Linked DNA regions of Nothobranchius furzeri: region 1 is linked to region 2. The links are chromatin contacts, called in public Micro-C maps. All regions are on one chromosome and are shown on one strand. The core of a region is the stretch at or near the end of the contact, and the rest is flanking DNA. Distances in the headings are between cores, read along the strand shown.

What was found. A called contact is a pair of places that touch in the nucleus more often than the background predicts.
Region 1: a Micro-C map of tail fin shows a contact between it and region 2, with 5 times the contacts expected there. The contact joins the promoter of ephb2b here to the enhancer-like site in region 2. A contact is called at or near these places in 2 of 2 Hi-C or Micro-C datasets (skeletal muscle and tail fin).

What each region holds. Positions count from the first base shown.
Region 1 is chr3:76,562,818-76,569,621 of NfurGRZ-RIMD1, reverse strand. ephb2b (eph receptor B2b) reads left to right here and starts at 4,780. Exons shown (of 16, transcript XM_054732884.2): 1 at 4,780-5,119. The coding sequence starts at 5,068. LOC107374369 (a long non-coding RNA gene) reads right to left here and starts at 4,664. Exons shown (of 2, transcript XR_001571506.3): 1 at 4,493-4,664.
Region 2 is chr3:76,395,151-76,401,653 of NfurGRZ-RIMD1, reverse strand. ephb2b (eph receptor B2b) reads left to right here. Exons shown (of 16, transcript XM_054732884.2): 16 at 1-5,483. Among protein-coding and RNA genes, the nearest start is that of LOC139068901, 64 kb to the right of the region's middle. Within about 2 kb of position 5,018, at least 1 of the 3 cell types and tissues checked has an H3K27ac peak or open chromatin away from gene starts, as enhancers often do. A contact at or near this core is called in tail fin, where this site is marked.

The DNA.
Region 1 (6,804 bases), core at 3,531-6,030, 170 kb before region 2:
TTCATTCCTGCCTTTGGGATGTGGCGTTTTCAAATATGGTTACTTGAGAGTGTTTCTGTATGCGAGTTACTGAATGGCCACAAGCACCTGGGTATGCACACGTGGGATTTATCAACAGTCGTACAGTCGTGGCCACTGCGTGGTTTATAAATCCAGATTTTGGCCGTTCATGTGACCATCGTAGTTTTCCTTCGTAGAACAGAATGTAGGACGGACAATATGAACGTTTGGTAAATGAGGGCCAAGAGGAGAAAAAAAAAGGTCTTTAGAGCAAAAACATCACAGGACCGGTGATAGTTTGTTGCTTTTATGAAATTTCTTTTTTAACGGCATCATTTCTAACTTTTAATGTCAGTTTTTCAGTCTGCTCAAACGACAACACTATCATCATCACCACCATCATCACAATCATCATCATCAGATGAAGACTGCAGCACTCGTTGGCTACGGCTTGATTTGTGTTCCTGAAAAAAGATTCCTCTGGTCTGGAGATGCAAACCACAACATCAACAACATGCTGTGTCATCAAAACAGCAGCAGATTTATGTGATCGGTTCATATAATTCAGACGAGACGCGACAGCGTTCACAACCAAAAGCCATGATTAATGTCCGCCATTTAATCAAGGCATTTATTCCATCATGACTGTCAGCTGAAGGATATTTTACTGGAAATGTCTTTAATAGCAGCAGTGCTTAGATTTATTAAGATGGTAAAAAGCGTTGTCTGCCCTGTGACGGGCATTTAAAACATTACTGTGCTCCAGTGGCTCATAAGCTGAAGAAAGCACGGTCTACTTGTTTAGTTTGGTTGAAGAAAACCAAACAAGTCAAGAGTTAGAGCTCCTGTAGGACTCCCAACAGTTTACTAGTAAAGAATCTACGATCTCTGAGAACTTCTCTTAACAAGAAAGGAAATTAAATCCTGCCAAGATCTATGGTCTTTTTAATTAAAGCTCAAGCAATTTAGTGGGATTAAATTAAAGTTTTGGCAAGGGCAAACCAGTGTGCTGGGAAGGTGGGGTGGCCGGGTGGAGCGCAGTGTGGTGAGGAAAGGTTTTCATGAGCGGTGGGCCCATCCCTCTTTGGTTTCAGACGTACTCCATCTCCCGTTGGGAAGCAGGAATAACCAGTTTTAGGCACAAAAATCTGCCTTGATGTTGAAATGAGCAGATTAAAAAAATCCAGATCCTGAAGAAAATTATCGATCAGGACTTTTACCGAGATCTGAACTTTATTCTGAGGATGTGGTTTGAGCGAAGGTTCATCCACAAAAAAAGACTTTTCTGCAGCACCGGCGGTAGGACCATCTGTAGAAGATCCTTTTATTTTCTGTCTTCAGTGATGATGAATCATCAGAATCTCTTTAGAGTCTAAACCTCCACAGGTCATTGGGAATCTCCTCAGGAATGCACCAGGAATGAAAAGCTTGTTTAATAACTGATACTCAGCGTTTATTCTCCCAAATGAACTTAATGCGTAACTTTGGGCTAAATATCCGACACGGACACAATTCCTTTTTAACGACTACTTAATCCATGAAAACCCAGCGTATTAAAAGACACACCCAGGTAACTAATAAACACATTTATTTCCTTTTTTTCCCCCCTAAAGAAAACGATCCTTGGTAATCTCTTTTCATCTAACTTTTATTTGAATTTAACACGTTAAAAAAGTAGGAAACTCATTCACAACAGAATCACATCATTTTCTAGAGACAGAAAGAAAAAATAGGAAAGTATATAAACTCTCCATCCTTTTCACGCTGTCCAGCCTCTGGAGGGCAGTGTCGATGCAATCACAGTTTCATAGAAAACACAATAATCCCAAGTTCATGTGTTTATTCTTCAAATTGTTGTTTATATGTTTCATTTTGTTTTGTTATATGTTTATTGTTCAGTTTTAACAGACTGAGTAAATTTTGTTGTTTAATTACAACTTTAAAACAGTCTAGGACTCCCCCCCCCCCCAACAACACGAGTTTTATTATTTGTTTATATATATATTTTAAAAGCATTGCATTTTAGATTATTTACTATTCTATTTTAATTTGATCTTTTAGCAGACTTTAGTTCCTAATTGTGAGATCTCCTCTCAGAAATGCACACACTTTCATTGTAATTTGCCTAATACACACACACACACACACACACACACACACACACACACACACACACACACACACACACACACACCTAATGGAGTTTAATTAACTGATATAATAACACAAATACAAATATTCCAAAATCGCTTAAATTGTACTGAAGAATGTAGAAATGCACCTTTAAACACAAGTATAGATGCTTAATTTTAAGAATTTTTGAACAATGTTTATTTTGCGTAAAAAATGTGCAGCGTGTTTTTTTAAATCATACTTATGGTTATTTTCCCTCATAATTTAAAATGCATTTATTCCTAAATACAATTCATCTGAATTTTTAGTATGGTAAATTATCAAAGTTATAATTTTACCATTTCTTAATGTAAAAAGAAACTTTTAAAATATTTATATGAACATTTTTAGGCATTTTTGCTTTAATATTTTTTTTCTAATTTCTTTATTTATTTCATTTTCTTTTTCTTAATTTTTTTGTCCTTGTTTCTTTGTTGATAAAGTCTGCTCTCACGGCTTTACACACCGGTTATTCTACTCAGCTGACCGTTCGGAGAAAATCTACTTTGTGCACCTTTTACATGACTGGAACATAATTTGCTGGTAATCTGTAGCGTCGATTCTGCCGTGTGTTTTTGTTTATGGCGGTAGTCTGTTGGCCTTTAAAGCTGCTGAGTTACGGGACATTAGCGGCGTGCATGCCTTGCTTTTACTGGATTACAGGCTTGCAGGGGAACATGAGAGGATTTCTGGCATATTTAGAAGCTCCTGCTTTGCATTTGAACCATTGCATTGCAGTCTGAGAAGACATGGCAGCACAGCGTGGCAGAAATCTCTCTGCCGGCAAAACTTAAGAAGTATTAATATAATATTTTTCCAACATCTTTCATTTTACTTCTGACTCAAGTCAATACTGAGCTTGTATGGGACTCATTAAAGTGAGTGAAGCAGCTTTCTCAGTGCCTTGCCATTTTGTTCCATCTGTTCAGAAGTCACCTGAACATGATCTGAAGCCAGCCAGTCAAGTGACCTGGAATCAATACAGTCCAGTCCAGTGGAGGCAAATAAATCAGCCTGGTTCATTTAACCAATGAGAGGTCTGCTGTGCAGCGCTTCGGCCTGTAAAACCAAAGGCATGTTTGATGGCAAATTTTTAGTCAGCCTCGGTAACTCTATACTTCATGTCCAGCAGGCATCTCTCTTCTTGCACACATTGGGTTGCTGTATTTGAGCCAGCTTTTGTTTTCAGGTCTTCTTTCTTCTTCACAACCTGACTTTGTTCAGCAGAGTGAATTTCTGTTTCAAATCAGAGATTCTCTTTGGGTTTCACGATGTGTAAACAATTACGCTGTAAATGACACTGTGAATTATTTTATAATGTGAAAATAAGAAATGACTTCTTCAACTTAAAGGATGCTCAGATAAAGCCAAAGATGATTAAAATGAATTATTGAAAAGGTAAAAAATGCATAAAAGCTAAATGCATTTTATTAGAGTTCAACAAAAAGCCAAATAGACTAAAATCTATTTCTGTAAATTTATGACTAAAAGATTAAACCAAAACATAAAACTTTATATGATGATACTTTCGTTAGAGGGGTTTAGCTTTTAGCTCCAATTTACTTTCTGGGACTCTTTGTGGCTGAAATAAAAAACAAACTTCTGTTAAGCTCCACTCACTGATTATGAGTCATGTTAAATTACACGATTCCTTCTAGTTTGTTCATGAAACATACAGTTTAAGTTTCAGGTGTAAATGATTTAATCAAACTTTAAAAGTGACACTTAGCACCCCAGGAAGGATGCTAATGAAGTCCAGTAAATGACGTGCAATAATACAATAATATTAAATATTCACAAATTTCTAATTTATCCTTTGATCTCTTGAAAAATCTCTAGACTACATGCTTGTAAAATATAAGGTAATGTTTGTAAAACGTTTTCTGTAATTATGATAATTAATAATGACAAAATCAATAATATAATCATCACATATGGACAGTAGTTATCTATCTATCTATCTATCTATCTATCTATCTATCTATCTATCTATCAATCTATCAATCTATCAATCTATCTATCATCTATCTATCTATCTATCTATCTATCTATCTATCTATCTATCTATCTATCTGCTCAGGCAGCTAAACAGTAAGCATATTATAAACGACCTTCTATAAATGAGTACCCAGCTAGGTCTTGAGCCAATAAATAAATTAAAAATAAATACATAACTAAACTAGAATATTCTCTTGAAAAGCAGAAAGAGGGGTTAATTTAGAGTTAATCTGTGAATGTGAACTAATAGATGGTAAATGTTGGAGTCCAAACACCGAAAGGAAACCATCAAACTTACTTTAGCTTCTCTGGATCTGCTCACCTGTTAACCAGCGACGACCCGCTGCAGCTTCTCAGTAAACAGATTAAACGTGTGAAGTTGTAACAAATAGATAAAAAGGGCCGTAAATCCATTTAGAGCAGAGTGGGACTGAGAATAAGACGCTCCATCTTTTATACGCGCTCCCTCAACGCTTAATCGAGACTAGGAGAGGCGCTGCGGCGCGTGCGTCCGTCGATGATTGACAGCGGGGTCAATTAAAGCGGATTTGAGGGGATGGACGTGGCTCTAAACGCACCGCTCCGCTGCCGGTGTAAACATTTAAGAGCCTTTGTTTATCTGTAACCTACATACAGTTGTGTTGTGTCTGTTTTAAGTGAGACAGGCGGATGTAACTGCGGTGAATAACGGAGCTGTCCTGCCGGTCTCCCCGGTCCTCCCCCCCGTCTGAGCCCTCTTGGTTTCGTCCAAACTTGGTTCAGATTTGAGTTCGTTAGCTGTGCTATCCGGGAGCGCTGCATAGGAGGAGAAGGACCGCCAGTCCCCTCTTTGCTGCTGCTGCCAATGGCTCTCGGGACCTGTTTTATCTGAGTGTCTGGGACTCTGAAGCACCAATAATGGATATTCTATGGATATTATGGACCATACCGGCCGTAATAGCTGTGGAAGGTAAGCTTGTGTCTCCATCCCGGTCAGACGCATCCTCACACCGGCGCGAGACAAAGCGCGTGGATTTCATTGTAAAACCGGTACAATAATCTATTCGGGTGTTTTATTCTCTGGGTTTAGCTGACCCGGTGACGGTTCTGACGTTCATCACCGCGTCCGCTCAGCCTGGGATGGATGTGGGTCACAACAACATGACGCTCTCCTGGGTCCTGGCGGTCTCTAAAAAACGGGATTCAGGACGGAATTAAACGGCCGGCTGTAAATAAAACGGGCTGTTTTTAGCTTTGTTGGAATAAAAAGATGTGAGAAAAACGACAAGAGCACCGGTGGGCAGGGAGGTGTGTCGCGCGCCGTAGTCACACAGTGAGAAATATGTATATTTTTACTGAAATGGTCAATTTTATTTCTGAATATATAACCTGAGCTATATCCTCCAGAGCGAGTTTTATTCATGTGCAGAGATTTAAATTCAAAGGTCACCAATCAGCGTGGCCTAACGCACAACGTAACAGCCTCATTGGACTCTATTAAAATTACATTTAAAGTAACTGTGATAAAGCGTCCCAACACAATACTATAGGACATGTCACCTAACGCACAGTCTACATTTATTCTAAGTTTCATTTCTGTTATCCCCAACAAAAACTAAGAAGGTGCACATTTTATTTTCACTTATTTCAGTCTTGTGTTTAAGGTGTGATTTGCAGGTAATTCTGAAGCTGCACTCACTGACAGGTCAGGAGACACCACACAGCAGTGTGGAAGGATCACCCTAGTAATTTATTCAGCCTATTTTGGGGATTCAAACAGGAAACAAATGTGTCCTCTTCCTCTGGTCAGTCACCAAACCTCCTAATTACAGGTGGAGCAACGGCGCTATCCTTCATCCCGCTGGTTTAGTTTCAAATAAAGTACAGAAAAGTTTACAGTCACATCTTTGGTGCGTATGGCATTCCAGATCTGTTTAGGAAGTTATGGACCTGGCAGGATTTGTATACTTTAGAACTGGCACAGACTTTGACAAGCATCAGCATCATCCGTATTTATGTAGCCTACAACGGACTGCTCCAGTTTATGTTTCAGTTACATCTCTGCAGCTTCAGATAACATCTAAAGCAGCAGGGAAGGCCAGCTTTTATATTTACAAAGTGCAATTTAGAAATTTTCTTAAGGCTTCACCAGCAAACAGGTCTAGCCTAATAATTTCTATAAATACAGGGACACACACACACACACACACACACACACACACACACACACACACACACACACACACACACACACACACACACACACACACACACACACACACAAAGAAAATTGAGATTATTATGCAGCTCCATCTTTAATCTGATCATAATTGTTTATTTTCACTCACGTTCTCACCACACTACAGCTTCATTGCTGTTGGAATAATTGTTTTTTTCTGCTCAGTATTTTCCTTGCATTCTGTCCCAGTTTAAGGAAAGCCCAGGATATGATATCTGCCAAGAATAACAGCAATTTCACACTAAGCACCATTCCACTTCCACTTCCACTCCGTCTGTTAAAAAAGCTCGAATTGACCACTTTTTATTGCTGCTCTGCTACTTTTTTCTATTATTTTTTACTTTGATCATCCATTTTTAAACGTGTCCCAAAAAGAGATTGTAGTAATTTTTCCTGCTATAATGTTGATGCTCAGC
Region 2 (6,503 bases), core at 3,769-6,268:
TTTTTATTTTTCGGACATTGTGTGGAAACACAGAAGTCTCTGTGGCCTTCTGTAGGACTAACTGGGGGAACTGGGAACTTGGCGAGCACGTCCCACTGGCTCCACTGGTGTTATTATAATAGAAACAAAAATAAAGGATGGAATGGGACAACCTGTGGCCACAATCAATCAGATGGACAATTCATGCAGTGAAATCGGCTCTGAAGAAAAAAAAATAACATTTTTTTTCTCACTGCAAGAAATTTTCTTTATTGTTGAAATTTTGTGATGAAGATTCCTTCCTACCATGCTTCCTTACACTGAAGACTAGGACTTTGATTTGATTTTGTTTCTTTCACAGTGAAATATTCAGTCTGGCCCATAGAAGTCTTTCCCGTGGCCCTGTAGACACGATCCTGTACTGTACATATCAGATGCACTTGACCTGCCACACAGCGATGACTCAGAGACGGTTGTTCTGTTCGCTTGGTTCAGGAGCAGAACCGACTACATGGAAGATTTACGAAGGTGTCACCTTTAGCTGAGTTTGTTGTTTTTCTTTAGTGTGTGAGGAAAATTTTGTGTAAAAAAAAAAGACAAATGAAACAAAAACAGCAAACAGACACCCGCAGAGATTTTTACAGAATAAAAAACATGCAGTTTACTACATCCACCTCTACGTGCACTAGAGGCAACTCATTACAGTATCCTCCCTCGTACTTTTCTATTCAGCCTGTCTGTGCACACTTGCACATGTTGCATACAGGCACAAAGCAGCAGTTGCTCCCGAAGTGTCAGAACTGATGTTTGATGGCATGCCGAGAGAGTGGTTAGTGACACAAAGCTTTGATTTGCTGCAGTGACTCAAATTCTTTTTGCTGATAGCGTGGATTTGAAACACATGCGTTATAAACTCAGTCTTCTTCCAGTTTTCCCTTAGAAAACCATATTTATGTTTGTTTCTACACCACAACGATGGTCTTTACATTCACACATACAGTAATCATGCGGTCAACCTGCACTCAGTGTTTGTGTGTTTATTATAGACATGTTTGTATGGATGTTATTCAATTGTTATTATTTTCAAAGTTTCTTTCTGCACTGGTCTGATTTCCAGTGGCGTGTCCAGAAATTTTTGTAGGGGTGGCCAGGTGGGGCTGGTGAAAATTGTGGGGTGGCACACCCAATTCGTCCTTTATTTGTTTAAATGAAAAATCAATATGCATCTAACACATTTACCTTGCTGGCGGTGGTCGGTGGAACCGGTGGCGCCGGCGTTGGTCAGCCTCGCCTCCGTCAGCGAGTCCCAGGGCAGCTGTGGTTACAATGTAGTTCATCACCTCTAGTGTGTGAATGTGTGTGAATGACTGGTTATGTTGTAATGCGCCTTGGGAGGTAGTAGGATCCTAGAGGTCGCTCTACAAATACAGGTTATTTACCTTTTTTTTACCTTAAATTTTATAAACAAACATTTCAGGAAAAATACATAATTTCAAAACAGATTTATTGATTCAAATTTATTCTTTCAGATCTTTAGAAATGTTTATTTTGCCTATTGATGTCCCAACAAATTCATCCACAAAAACTATTGAGATTGACTTTTGTTTTTGAATATTGTGAGTAGGGTTGTCACGGTATGAAAATTTAACCTCACGGTTATTGTGACCAAAATTATCACGGTTTTCGGTATTATCGCGGTATTTTTTAAACGGTGTTTTATATGTTCAGAAAGCATTGATAGTCCTGTTCTACACAAACTGAAATAGTTCTGAAAAGGTTTAACAGTGTTTATTAAACCTAAAATAACACAAAGCCTTAGCAAAAGTGCAACTTTTCACAAGTAAAGGAACAAATAGCTTATTTTTCTGGAACTTGTTACAGTAGTCTGTGCAGGTTTAAATTATACAAATCCAAACATTCAAAACATAAACAATATGTAAACAAATCAAAGAAACACCACTTGTTTTCTCATATACTTGTTTTCTTCATTATCAAAATGAAAATCTAAAACTCCAGTCCACACTTGACTTGAGCGCTGTACAAGTCAACCTTAAAAAATATGTATTTAAAATAAATAGCCACTTTAAACAAATTACTAAAATAACTACTACACTATGTAATCAAATCCAAATGTTCAAGTATAAATGGCATTGAATAAGTAAACAAATCAATGACAAGGAACTAATTGTATATTTCTCTTCATCATCAACAAATAAGATGCTTCATCCAGCAACAGGGTGTCCGTGACACGGTTTAAATGCTGGCAGAGGACGCTGCGGCTGCAGTATATAGTGACTCGTTGCATTCTCCCTCAGCCAAAAGTCCTCACGTCATGCATTTAAGCTAAAATGCTAATGTTAACTTACCTTGCACTGGCTGTAGAGACGTGGGTGATGGTCACGCAGATGTGCCATTAGATTCGAAGTGTTGCTGCCTTTTGCAGACACTTGTTTCCTGCACGTTCTGCAGACGGGATAGCAGTCTTCTATTAACTGTCCCTCAGCATTTTTCAGAAATCCCAAATATGCCCATACTTCCGATTTAGTCTTCTTTGAGGGCTGATGGATGTCCTGGGCACTGCCGTCTCCTCCTTCGGCCATTATTTCAGCTTCAAAGTTTTGGTGCCGTTGCAAATTAAAAAGTGCGTGTGCGCGCCGCGGGAACTTCAGCTGAAGCGACGGTGGCTGGTAAGGGTCATCGCGCCGAAACCGCGGCCACGGTAAACCCACCGAGATAATATAGTTTTTTAAAAACTGGACGGTTATTTTTATTGTCAACTTTTTTACCGGGGTTTACCGCTATACCGGTTACCATGACAACCCTAATTGTGAGCCTCAGCGAAATATTTAAATTCTGATTTATTTGCTTAATAATTATAAATGTTTCTACTGGCTTTAAATTAATGTTTTGATTATAGTAGATGCATTTATAGTTTGCTTGAACATGCATATGATTTAGTAAAGAGGGAGGATGTCTTTCCTGGGGGTTCATTGGGGTGGCCAGGCACCCCCCAGCCACCTCATGGGGTGCCACTGCTGATTTCAGCCAACTTTCTGGATCTTCCATCATTAATTTGAATTTATTTTTGAAAGAAAATTGAAGTTGGTGCACCAAATCATGTAGATAAACATGTTGTAACAGGTTTCATTCTCTGTTCTCTCTTTGCTTGTGAGCGCTTCTGTCTCACGAGTACAGAGCTGTCAGTTTGTGTCGTCTCCAGTAACCCGTTGTGAGCCTCGTCGGTAGAAAACGTGGAGTCTAGCACTGCCTAGCTATTCTCCAGAGACAGTGAGTCAGGCGAGGTTTTATGCACACATCCAACAAATAATAGTCAGCAATGCAGAAATCCCCACTTGGCTCCGCGCTGAGACCTGACAGTCAGACATGGACGCCCAGCTGTGAGCCATCGGTCTGATGTGTCTGGTCACAGCGGGACGGCTGCACCCAGATCACAGCCGTTGGGTCCAGGCACCTATTCATCTCAGTCCTCCTGATAACACACATTCCTGTCGACCACCTGTCAGATGCTTCCTCTGGTCTCCTCGCAGTCGGCTTTCACCAGTTGTCCGGTTTCGTCTCGGCGCGTTTAAAAGCCCCAACAGCAGGACAGCGGTGTCTCGTCTTCTCCCGACGCTCCCGCCGCCGAGATTCCTCCAGGCTAGATAATGCTTCCATGTTGGCTTAAACCAAATTCCCCAAATCTCTCCCTTTATCACACCCAGCTGTCGATACACCAAGTCTTTTTTTCTCTGCAATTACCTGCTTGATCATTTCCATCTTCGGTGTGACACTTCCCAACCGAAATCTCCATTTTTATCCGGTCCCTGGTGGAGAATCATGAGCCGTTCAGCCAAATTAGGAAATTATGCTATGGCTTGCCACCGATGTTTTGGTTTTTACCGACCTTTACCTCATCTTCCCCTTCCATTTCTCCATTGCTAACAGCTCATCTCTTGTCTCTGAAGGCAGTATGTCTTCCCGTGGAACAGGAAATACTTTGCTGTCAAGAAAAGCACTTAATGTGTGAGGAATTAATCTCAAGTATGCACAAGGCTGGTGAGGTGTTTCTCTGCTCCGGGGCCATTACGGCTCATTCCGATGCTTGTCCATGGATGCTGCCAGGACTTTGAGTTATTAATCAAGCAATTATCCTTGACATTTACTTTGAGGAATTACCTTCAACAGGGTGTAGGAGCTGAGCATGGCTGAAATGTATTTTATCTTTTGCTGCAAAGCAAATACGTTTGGTCATTTGTTTGGTCTCCGTGAGCTCTAATGGAGTATTAAATAGTTTAGAAGGGTTATTTTTAGCATTGGATGATTCGCAGCTGCACAGGAGAGAGTTACTGTTGCAGTCCAGGTCTGAAACATGACACATGGACCTTTATTAGTCATTTAAACTAAAGATGCATTCATTATTATTTCAGTCCTAACTGAAAAAGACTGAAGATTTCATTTCAGGGTCAAATTGTTGTCCCGTACAGTTGGACATGTCTGAAGTTCGTGTCTGATGGGAGGTAAATAATTAGTAAATATAATTAGAGGATGCACTGGCGTGCTTTGTTTAATCTGCTCTCCAATTCCCTTTAAAGCAGTTTTTCCTGCTGCAAACCTTCCACAAACCGTATTCTTCTAAAGTTTAACAGTTCCAAAGTTAAACAAAAATCTACAATTTGTCCCCTGCAGAGAAAAAAGAACACATTGTGATGCCATTGGTGGTTTTACACACTTGCCAATTGCATATTTTAGTGACACAACATGTTACTTTCTCCTGTTGCATCTGTGTTCCATCTATTCACCTCCCCAACCTCCCACCCCCCCTATAGTGTGCCAATTTCTGAGAGGACAGAAGGAAACGGTTAAGCCTCGGTGCTACAGTTGCATGATGGTTTGCATACATACAAACTCTGCCAGGCGATGTCCACTGGGCTGCATCTGAACACCACCTAACTACATCAGGGTCAGAGCAAGACGTCTGTCTCCTGTTGCAGTGGATGGAAAATGGCTCCTGTTGAACAGCTGCAGCAGGAAGCACCAGGGCACCCTCTACTGACAGATCTTTGGTCTTGTTGAGTCTGAACACTGCAGCAGGCAGACCTCCAGTGTTTTGGAGACTGCAGCAAGCTGCTGATGGACAAATACTGGCTGCTGGTGCTAAGAGCAAGTACTTTTCCCTCACTTGGATAAACATTCATGCCACTACAGTGTCCTGTTCTCTTGAGTGATTGTGTGTTCCCCTCCGTTGCCTCCACCCTCCACAGCTCTGGGTTAGGACAGTCGGTGTTCCTCTGCTCTGCTAAAGCCCACTCGATAGGCCAGTGCCGGTTCAGACCACTGTGACTGATGTGGGAGATCCTGTATTTCTGTATAAATGTACATTGACTGTATCCCTGTGAATGATGTAACAATTTCATTATTTGTAATATTGTCGTTTTTATTTTCTAAAAATGGAAAACCCAACTTGACTCTCCTCAATAAAAAAAGCAGATCTGTTATAAAAACAACTATGATGTGTAGTTATTATTATTATTATTATTATTAGTAGTAGTAGTAGTAGTAGTAGTAGTATTAGTATTAGTATTATTGTATTATTATTATTATATATTAAAGCCATAATGATAATAAATTAGGAAAAGGGAAATATTTTGCATCATTTTGAATCAAAATACATATTTGGATGTGTGTGTATATATATATATATATATATATATATATATATATATATATATATATATGTATATATATATGTATATATATATATATATATATATATAGGTATACACACACACACACACACACACACACACTAATTTGACATTAAACATGCAACAATCTCAAGTTATAGCTTAGGTTAATTTTAAAATCTGACATTTTAGTGTTTTATTTTTCATGTAACTTTTATTTTTGAGGAGAAGAAACACAAAGCTGTCTCCCCTCGATGCAAAGAGGACCAGAGGTCGTCAGCATGAAGGTCACATCCAGGTTAGAATAAAATAGATGAATTAATTTGCTCCAGTAGCACCAACACTTAGAGAAAAGGTAAAATAATAAGATTACAGTTAAACACACAAAGGCAATAAGCTATTATTACAACCTCTAAAAACAACAAATAAATCTGCTGCTGAGGTAAAATTATCATGATCTTCATTTTTTATTTATCTAATCATTCAAAGTAAAATAAACATTTAACCTAAATATTTATGGAGTTATTGTTAGCTGAATAAAACCAATGATGACAGAGCAGCCTTTTATTTTTAAAGTTTCGTTTCATCACAAAGTGCTTTGATTTATTACAAATAATAAAAAATCAATATGCTTTTCTTTCTAACGAGTCAATAAGGTGATGATGATAAAAACAACACTGATGAGGGTTTATTTAAAGCACATTTATGTTTTAATAATAGTTTAATAAAAGCAAGAAAATATTTACAGAAAATGTGCACCAAGGTACGAACATTTTCAAAATAAGGAAAAGTATAAATAATTATTGATCACATAGAACAACAAGATAAAATATGCAAATG